Linked DNA regions of Mus musculus: region 2 is linked to region 1. The links are chromatin contacts, called in public HiChIP or PLAC-seq maps. All regions are on one chromosome and are shown on one strand. The core of a region is the stretch at or near the end of the contact, and the rest is flanking DNA. Distances in the headings are between cores, read along the strand shown.

Region 1 (5,023 bases), core at 1,057-3,556:
TTCTTCTGGCAGTAGCAGGAACGTGGGGTTTAGGGGAGGAGGGCAAGGAGGAGGAGGAAGAGGAGGAAGACACAAAGCTTCATAAGGCCCGCCTGGAGCTGGCCCCATCACTTCCACTAAACACTGTCTGAAGCAAATCCCCACGCCGGCTCCCATTCACTGGATAGGAAATGGCACCTGTCTCTCAGAAGAGGTGCTGCAAGAGCACACGGCAGAGGCTGAGGCTCCCGAGGAGAGGGAGAACTAAGTGAGCTCTGCGTGTTGTTCATCATGGAGCTCCGAGGCTGTTAAGCCGTTGGCAGGGGCTTGAGAGACATGAATCGTCCTTCTGTGTTGACTGACATTTCTAGACAATGCCAGTCCAGAAATAGTCACCGCTTTTCGCTATTTTAGCAATAATTTTTGTGTGGAGGAAGTAAAAGGACCATGAAAAAAGAGTTTTGGATGGCCAACCCCAAGGGTCAGGACTCTAGATCTGTGCACTCCAAACAGTGTTCTGTGGGCCCCCAGGGCATTGTAGGGAACGGGTGCTTTGTATAAACGCCAGGAAATGTGGGCTCCCACCGGATTCAGGATAGATCTATTTTCTGGTTTTCCTTTGAAGACAAGCTGTAATGCTTTGAAAAATAAAAGATTTGAAGTCCCGCAGACTAGGAAAAAAAACACACACACAAAAAGACAACAGTCTTACTAATGTCCACTCTAAGGGACCTTGTAACTCAGTGTCCTGGCGAGTATTATAACCCCAAGTTGCCCTTTATCCAAGGCCAATTCTCTTGACTTGCTCTCTACTCCATCACTGGATTCAGGCTGCTAGGATCACTGCAGCCTGGCTTATAGAGGAATCTGAAGCAATCAGAAGAGATTTTCTTAAAGTATCATCACCTCTACTTTGTGCTTCTCCGGGATCTTATTTTTTTCTTGTAACTGTGTCCAAATACTTAACAAGAATGCTGAACATCAAATGGGACATCTATATCAACCCAGCCCTACCCTGTCACCCACGCCCCAAGGCTCAGGGAACATCACAGAGGAGGATGGGGGGGGGAGCTCTGTTTTATGCTGCCATCTGGACGTGATATGGCGACTGTACTTGTGAACTTACATCTGCTGTCCTTACCTGCACAGGATCAAACCAGCCAGAGTTTCCCAGGTCCCGCGCCTTACTGAAGAGCTATTAGCAGTTGATAGTTGCAGTAGGCCTCTGGGCAGAGGGCCTGGAGGGTTAAATGAAGGTTTCTGTATGTGCTCTGCAGTTAGTGATACAAGGTACAAAGAGGCTGCCAGGTGTTCCTGTGACCATGGGCCAGATGTATGGTTTCCCGTGGTGATGGACTATATATCCTCAAACTGTGAGCCAAAACACCCACCCCCCACTTAAGTTGTCCCTCCCCCCCCCAGATATTTTGTCACAGTAATGTGAATCAATCTTCCTTAAGGATGTGGCCCCACTATACATAACTCACTATACTTAGTAGGTTATGACCAAAGACATGAAGTTGAGAAGGAATCTACTGGAAAAGGATATGGAAAGCCACTAAAGATCCACTTCCTCCTTCTAGACCATGGCCCCTATGGGCTCCACAGTCTCCCAAAACAGAGCCACCAGCTGGAGACCAGGTGCTCCAGCACATGAGCCTATGAGAAAATGTTTACATACAATCCGTAATAGCCCAAAGCAAGAGCCTTCACCCTCTTGAACTCCGAATCTCAGTCCTTCATGCATATCCTAGTATATCACGTCCCTGTGAATCTGGCTTATCCAGAACCACAGACAATCTTATTGGCAGTAAGCAGGGCTTGCTTGGTGGTCGGCTCCGGGAGCAGAGCTGGGTACACTCAGTGTGGCAGCTGCCTAGGAGGAAGGCTCACTTCCTGGATGATGCCTCAGCTTGCTTGGGAGCTGTATCTCCTCCTCCTCCCAGTGTGTTAATTCCATTTCTTCCCAAGTGAGTGTTTTTAGGACATGAGCTAATTATAGTGTCTCCTAAGTCTTTTGCAGTCTGTTTCCTGTTCAAGTACTGCATTAGTCACCAGCAAGAGTCCAACAAACTCCTGTCCCTGCCTGATCTCAGCCACTTGGAACAAGGGGACTCTGGAGAGACTAGGGACAGATCCCAATGGGGAGATAGGACGAGGGGGCTAGACACTGGCTGGGGGGGGGCAGCGGCACAAGGGAGAGTCTCCTGTGCCCCATCCTCTGTGGCCCTCTTGGTCCTGGAGTTTGCTCAGCTGCAGAGGCTGCACAGCATCTCCAGTCAGCTGCATAGTTTTGCTATTACTTGGTGACCTATTTGCATCTTTGCTGAGGATTTCCTCTCAGGCCATATACGGTGATTTCACTGCCTCACAAACGGAGGCTTCCTGCTGCAGCAGTGCTCAGGATCCTTCGCACATGTCCCATCCTTGCCTTTAATTTAGTTTGTGCAAAACAAACAAACAAACAAACAAACAAACAAACAAACAAGCAAGCAAACGCCTTCATACTCAGACCTTCCCATGCATGGCTGGTCCCAGGATCTAACCAGTTGCATTTGATGGGAACTCCCTGCCTCGCTGACTTTTGTGCTCACAGGCGCATGAGCAGCTCCTGCACCCAGGGAGGAAGAGGAGACTGGGCCAGGGTTTGACAAAGCTCCACCTCCAAGCCCTTTTGCTTTCCTGTGTCGTTGCTCCTGCTGTCTCTGGCCTGGAATGAATACCTTGGACCAGGTGTCAAGGTATCCATTGCCAAGACTCTCCATAAGGCCACTGTGTTGCTTTGGCTGTGACAAAATGCTTGACAAAAACAACTTGAAAGATGGGCCCGTTTATTTTCATTTTGGCTCACTCCATCATGATAGGGTGAGCCAGCTGGTCCAGCATGTTGCATCTGCAGTTAGGAAACAAAGAGAGATGAATAGCTGGGGTTCAGCTAGCTTTCCCCTTTTTGTGCAGTAGGATTGGTGCCATCTGACATCAGGGCGGGGCCTTCCCACCTCAGTTAACTGTATCTAGAAAAGCCCCTTACAGACGACACACCCAGGGGGTTGTCTCTTCAATTCTATGTTCTGGAAAGCTGACCATCAGTATTACCCATCACAGCCACCAACATCTTCTGGCCTCCTTGACTGTTTGACCCACCTTTAGCAATCCCTGGTGAAGGAGGGGAGAGCAGGGCTTCCAACCTGAGTCCTCCAGGGACAAAGGAGGGACAGGAAAGGGGAACGTTCTAGTTGAAAACCACATCTTCAGGTGGCCAGCATTCTAGAGACTAAACTCATTCGAAATTGGCTTTACCACTCCCCAGTCACCCCAAAAGGGGACTTGTCCCTTGAACAAAGCTTCTGGGAGCTGTGGAGATGGCTCATTCCACGCTGTCTCCCTTGGAACTTTGGCTTCTGATGCCAACCTCGGGTGGGCCAGGTAAGTCAGGGAGTATCTGATCTGTACCAGGAAGCTTTCTGGAAATGCATACTAAAAGCGAGCCTCTAAGAAGGTGCCCGAGCTCGCATCATCCTCTGTTCCCATTTGGAGCTGACATGCAATGGGTACCTTGAGGTAGACAGGATGGAAGAAAGTGGGTATGAGCCTCATTTGCCAGCCACTAGCTTGGGCTCAGACATCCCCGGGCTACTCCTGAGCCGTGGTGCATTCCAGCAATCTGGCCCAACTATTTTTATAGTCATTTGGTTTCCATCCTAAGAAATTTGTTACAGACCGTCTGCCCACAGAGCATACACGATTACATCCTGGGAAGGGCAATAGCCCAGAAGACGCCATCAGGGGTGGCTGAGTCAGGCTTAGTCAAAGATAAGCTTGCCTCTGCCAGGGCTGAGGACCAGGAGACCAAGTCCCAGGGGAATGGGATATTGGGGAGAAGGGGTGTGAGCACCCAGCACAAACTCTCTCTCCTTAGGGCTACAGTTGTAGGTCTTGAAACAAAGAGCATCTGAAAAAGATTACCTTCAGCTAAGCTCCTCTTTCTCTTCCTCCTTCCTCCCCTTCTCCTCTTCCGTCTTCCTCCTCCCTTCTCTCCCTCTTAAAAGAAAAACATCAACCCCCCCCCCAGCTCCTCTCCCACAGACACCCACCAGGCAGTAGGGCTGAGTTTCTTCTACAAACTTCTTTTTCAGCTACCCAACATAAGAGCAAAGAAGGATGGTAGAGATAACTCGGCCGGCCAGCTGTTCCTCTTGAACAGGGGGGGCCCTGAGAAGTATCCCCAAGACTGCTAGCCCATCCCCTCAGGTGACTCTCCAGACAATCCCCAGCCCCCATCAGCTCTGCAGCTGGGCAAAGGATCGCAAAGGCTCCTGGCAGACAATCATTTACCAGGGAGAATGCCCCATGGGAAAGGATTTCTTCTTGATTACATAGACTATCTCCCGCTCTGTTTTTCCAACAGTGACTCACCCAGGAGTCATCAAAGCTGCTGATGGGGACCATGCCTGTGCTCCTGCCTTAGCTTTGATCACGATTGCATAACTCAGAGCTCAGAAACTGGCTCTAGCTCTTCTGTTCATCCCAAAACCCAAGACAGAAAACGACAAGCCTGAGGGTGGCATTAGCATCAAAGCCTTTCACTTAAATGTACAGATGGGCATGGAAGTGTCAGTGAAAGCCCATAATACCAGCCCTCAGGAGGCAGAGGCTAGAGGACTGCTGCAAGTTCAAGGCTGCTTTCTTCTACCTGGGAGGTTCCAAGTCAGCCAGGGCCACATAAAAGTACTGTAGTAGAGGCTGGAGAGATGGCTCAGAGGTTAAGAGCACTGACTGCTCTTCCAGAGGTCCTAAGTTCAATTCCCAGCAACCACATGGTGGCTCACAACCATCTGTTATGGGGTCTGATGCCCTCCTCTGGTGTGTCTGAAGACAGCTACAGTATACTCCTATAGATAAAATAAATGTAAATAAATATTTCTTTAAAAAAAAAAAAGACTGTAGTAGTTACTTTTCTGTTGTGGTGATAAAATACCAAGGCAACTTACAGAAGGGAACGTTTACTTGAACTTATAGCTCCAGAAAGAGAAGAGTCCATCAT
Region 2 (5,038 bases), core at 1,842-4,341, 250 kb before region 1:
GAGGAGTACTTGGCATGAGCTTGGGTGGGGTGTTCTGAAGGGAAGGAACAGTACCGAGGATCTATCTCAGTGGTTGAGCATTGGCTCAGCACAAGTGAGGGCTTGAGGGAGGAAAGGGGGGAGGGAGCCTCTAAGCACAACAGCTATAAAGGTCATAAAAGGAGTCCCCATGATGGTCTTCGAGACACCAGGGAGAACATGGCAGCAGGAGACATGGCAAGAACACAGACTCTAGGGATAACGGGCATCACTATGCAGAGACTTTGTGCCCAGGGTTACTTTGGCCTCCGATTTAAGGTACTTTGAAGTTTGTTCAAAGTCTTAAGTTTTCACTCTAGTGCTCATCAGAGTATAAAGAACATGGAAGTGGTGATAAGCACAGAAAATGTTTAACCTTGCCGGTCATCAAAGAAATGCCAATAAAAGCAATTAAGACTGTTCCCATTAACTAAACTTTACGAACAAAGGCAGAAAGGGCACCCTTAACCCGGTGCTCTGGCAGAGGGCTGCAGGAGTGTGCATTGCCACATATCTTAGAAAATAATTTGTTAGTATCTAATGAGGGATGTATGAGCCAGAGGATGGGGGAATTGGCCCAGTGGGTCAAGTGCCACAACCTGAACAGCTTTGGAACTGACTCGACTGAGAAGACGGGGAGTGAAGAAATGACAGGTACGCACAGAGAGCAGCTGGGGGGGGGGGTGTCAGACGTGCCATGCACTCTGATGGAGACACGCCAGCAGCCCAGAAAGTCAGCTTGGGAAACATGTGAGCCAGGCATGGTGGGGCATGCCTATAATCTCAGACTTCAGAAGGTAGAGGCAGGAAGATCACGAGTTCAAGGTCAGCTTCAGCTATAAGAGAAGTTTATACTAGCCTAGGCTTCACAAAGTAAACTGGGCTCTGTGGCAATTCAAGTAGTTAGGAGCCCAGGACAGAGGGATCTTGATTTGAGGTCAATCTGGGCTATGCAGCAAGAGTGTTAAAAAAATAAATAATTAGTCACCACCACCACCAGAGAAGGGGGGAAATTTCTAATTTCTTAATGTTTAACTCAGTAATTCCATCCCATGAAATCAACCCTTACAGAAGTAATATTACATGTGGGAAAATATTTCTAGAAACAAAGCTATACCCATAGCATTTCTGTAATGGCAAATACATGGAGATTTAACTACTGGAGGAACAGTTGGCAAGCTACAGCATGTCTTCCAGGCAGAATATTATTCCATCACAGTCAATTAAAGTCATCCCCCTGTTCACGGGAGCATGGCAACCGGAAATGCCATGGGGGGGGGGGCGGTTCATAGAAATGTGTATTCATATGAAAAAAAAAAACTACAGTAGTAAAACCCATGGGAAATACTGGGGATGAATAAGCTAAGTGCCAAGTGTGATTGTGTCTGTGATGGTGACTCAGGGTGTGTGCAGCCCTGGCCTGTGAGGTGAGGTGTCTGTTATGAAGCCTTGACAGATAAGAAAAGAATGTTAGAATGAATAGATAGGAACACACACGCACACACACACACGGAACTCATCTAATAGAGTTGGGTGCAAACCAGCTTGACTCCAGTTGTCCAACTGGAGCCCCAGGAAAGCCAAGCTGTGGAACAAACATATACCCAGGACATCCAGTCTGCAAAAATCAAGAACCTCAAAGCTGCCCCAACTCAATCTACACAGACTCCTGTATACAGTTCCATTTCTTTATGTTATCTTGTTATCCTGAGAAAAGTAACAGTTGGGTTTTTTTTCTTTGTTTTGTTTTGTTTTGTTTTGTTTTGTTTTGTTTTAATTAAGAGAATAAGAAAAACATCCTTTCCTGGCTCATACTTGAAAACTCTCCTATGGAAACGTAGATACGCTGAGAGGCAGGATAACCTAATGGTTAGGGGACATTAGGTCCTAGAGTTGACAGCCTTGCTTTGAATGCTATGCTGGCCCCACCACTTACAGTGAGCTGATTACTCCAGCTCTGTAACTCAGTACACAGAAGGAGATAAAAGCAAAGCCTGAGGCCACCAAGAGGCACAGCTGGTAAAGGAGCTTGCCACCAAGGCTGATGACCTGAGTTTGGTCCCCTGGATCTACTTAGCAGAAGGAGAGAATTGACTCCTGTAAGCTGTCCTCTGACCCCTCATGCATGTACAGCATACAGTAAATAAGTGTAATTAAAATAGCAAAATCCTACCTCACAGCTAGTCATTTAATGGGATCCAATGAATCTATCTTTCTGTGTAATATACATTTCATATAACTGTGACCTCTGCAAGCTCTTTACAGTATATTCCAAGCTTTAGGGGAGGGTGAGGCCAAAGGGAAGGTTGAAACACCAGCACAGTAACAGCACACATTTTTGTGTGGCATGCCAAGACCCCAACATGAACTCATTACTAGCTGTGTTAGAGACCGCTCTGTTGCATCCTTGTATAGAAATAATACACACATACAGAGAAAAGCTGGGATTAGGCCTGACAGAGACGATCAGCATGTTTATTATACACAGGCAAACAAGGAGGCAGGCTTAGCTAGTCTCCACACAAGCAGCCTGTGTAGGGGAGCAGTCTTCAGGACATCAGCACGCGGAGCAGGGAGAAAGTTACAGTGGGCATTTTCTGGAGCGACTGTGAGTATCCACACATGGACAAGAGGAAGGTTCTACCATCCTCTGAGCCTCACCCAGGGAACGCTTTGCCACTTCCATGGGTCTGAGACACTGGGGTTCTTGACAAGGCTGTGCTCATGTCAAACAATACCCTTCTTCAGTCGCTCCCCAACATTGCTTCAAGGCCTTTTGATCCCTGTTTAGAAGATGGAAAACTGACATTCAAAGAAACAAATGATATGGCCAGGCCCAAGCAGCTCTGAGGTCTGTGTCCCTCCAGAGGACCAGTCCCTAGAAGCTAGGCTGAAGAGGAAAGTGTGGTGTGTCTCCTTCCCAAGATGGAAATTCAACTCCAGGGCTGTTCCTTCCAGGGCATCTGCAATCCCCTCCCTGGGGCTAACACTCAGCAGTTGGCCTTGCTGCCCCTGGTAGGATAATAGTCTCCGGGTGTGAACTCAGCAGGCAGGCAGTTCTTGGAATGTTCTGGGAGGATGCAGGGGCTCATGAGTCACTCTGCCCTTCTCTCTGCTCCTTCTCAAGGCCCTGGATGTCATTATCCCTGTCACTGGGTTTTCTGCTGCTGGTTGGCTGCACAATTATCCCTAAAAGGAAATCAGTCTTAAGTCTCATCTCTAGCCAAGTGCACTGCAGGAGGGCAGGAGAGCCCTGCAAACCTTCCAGGGCGCCTGCCTGCAAGAACTGGAGAGGCAGAGGGGCTCCGACTGGCTGGCAGCTTTGGATCTCCATAGGGCTAGAGGCTTCCTCCAATCAGAACCCTGGACCCTCTGCATCAAAGGCAAGCATGCCACAAGAACACACAATCTCTAAATATTTATCCCAAAAGTCAAGAGAGAGCCCAGTCGGCAAAGGCTGGGAAACCAGAGGCAGTCGGCCTGGGAGAAGAGGGAATGCTAGAAACACAAAGGCCTTTTGCCTTGAACTCCAGAAATGTCTGTGAACACTAAATGCTGGAGACAGGATCTTAGGAATTCATCACTTAGAAATGTATGGGCACATCCCCAACAAAACCAGAGCTCAGGGGGACTCAAATGACAGGTCTTCTTCACAAGAAAAGTTATAATTCTGTATTAAGTTTTAATTTTTTTGAGTCAGAATCTCACTATGTAGTCTAGGCTAGCCTCAGACTTCGCTGCATCAAACCAGGTATGGATGCCACATGCTTATAATCACAGAATTTCAGAGGCTGAGGCAGGAGGGTGACAAGTTCATGACTAGCCTGGACTGTATACTGATTCATTCTCGTTCTCTCTCTCTCTCTCTCTCTCTCTCTCTCTCTCTCTCTCTCTCTCTCTCTCTCTCCAAACCAACAACAAAATCTTGCTATACAGAGTCTTCGGCAAATGCCAGGCTTTCTGCCTTGCCTTCTGAATGCAGAAGGCAGGACTGAATTCATAGGAAGAAAAAAAAACAATTGTTTTTAGCCCTGAAATATAAAGTATAGGGATATTTGCTTATAGCCACCCCACTACCTGCATCTCCTTCCTGAATACCAAGCTGGACATATATAGCTAAATTCAAACTCAAAAAACTTGAGACAGCAATTCTACTTCTAAGAATTTATGGTTGGTAACGGAGACCAGCAGAAGGAAGGTGGGCAGATGAAGACAGCCACAGGGAATATGAACAAAGTTTAGTCTTATAACACATATACATGTATATATATACACATACACTATGATGAAATACATTATTTTATATTCTACCTAAAAAAATAATAAAGAAGGAATTCATGGGGCTGGTAAACTGAAATAGGATACTTTTATTTGTTTGCAAGCAGGCTTAATGCACCATTGTTTGGAGCAGTAAATCGTTACAAAAAGCTTAAGTGCCTGGCAATAGGAAACGGTTTGAATACCTTCTAGCAGGGTGTGACTCTGTCATACAGTACACCAAGCTGCTGAAAAATGAGACCACACCTGAAAGGCACCAAGACCAGTAACAACCAGAAAAGAGTAGCCAGCCATCTAAACGCTGTATTGATTATTCTTGTCGGTGTGAGTTGTGGGGTCAAACTCAGGTCTTCAGGCTTGCATAGGAAGCTTCTTTACCCACCCAACCGTCTTCCCAGTTGGCTAAACACTTTTAACACATGATTGAAGCACTAGGATTTTCTTTTCTATTTTCCGTTCGTCTGTCATTCTTTGCTGTTAGTGTTTTGAGACAAGGTCTTACTCTGTGTCCCAGGCGGAGACTTGCATCCATCCTCGCAGATGGACCTCCCAAGCTGGGATCACCGGAGTTCCATCCTTGCCTGGCTCACAGCTATGTTCGCATGTACACTACCACTGCCTTTTAAGTCCTGCAGTGAGGAATAAAGACGGGCCCGAGCTTTCCAGTCAATACTCCTGACCCCAGGAGCCGCAGAGACAGCTCACTGGTCAAGAGCATGCTCTGTTCTTGCAGAGGGCTTGA

Evidence for each region. HiChIP or PLAC-seq counts read pairs in DNA pulled down with a chosen protein or histone mark.
Region 2: an HNF4G HiChIP or PLAC-seq map of pancreatic cancer cells shows a contact between it and region 1. The contact joins two enhancer-like sites. A contact is called at or near these places in 1 of 15 datasets of contacts at CTCF or cohesin (the NIH/3T3 cell line), 2 of 484 Hi-C or Micro-C datasets (embryonic fibroblasts and trophoblast stem cells) and 1 of 115 datasets of contacts at active chromatin or transcription factors (pancreatic cancer cells).

Annotation. Positions count from the first base shown.
Region 1 is chr7:112,201,739-112,206,761 of GRCm38.p6, reverse strand. It overlaps Gm39070 (a long non-coding RNA gene), which reads right to left. Exons shown (of 3, transcript XR_001778349.2): 2 at 4,971-5,023; 3 at 2,770-2,872. Among named protein-coding and RNA genes, the nearest start is that of Gm39070, 4.6 kb to the right of the region's middle. Within about 2 kb of position 2,306, at least 94 of the 459 cell types and tissues checked have an H3K27ac peak or open chromatin away from gene starts, as enhancers often do. A contact at or near this core is called in the NIH/3T3 cell line, embryonic fibroblasts, pancreatic cancer cells and 1 more, where this site is marked.
Region 2 is chr7:112,452,159-112,457,196 of GRCm38.p6, reverse strand. All of the region lies in intron 1 of Parva (parvin, alpha), which reads right to left. Gm45998 (a long non-coding RNA gene) reads right to left here. Exons shown (of 2, transcript XR_001778261.2): 1 at 1-5,038. Among named protein-coding and RNA genes, the nearest start is that of Gm45998, 3.3 kb to the right of the region's middle. Within about 2 kb of position 3,091, at least 116 of the 459 cell types and tissues checked have an H3K27ac peak or open chromatin away from gene starts, as enhancers often do. A contact at or near this core is called in the NIH/3T3 cell line, embryonic fibroblasts, pancreatic cancer cells and 1 more, where this site is marked.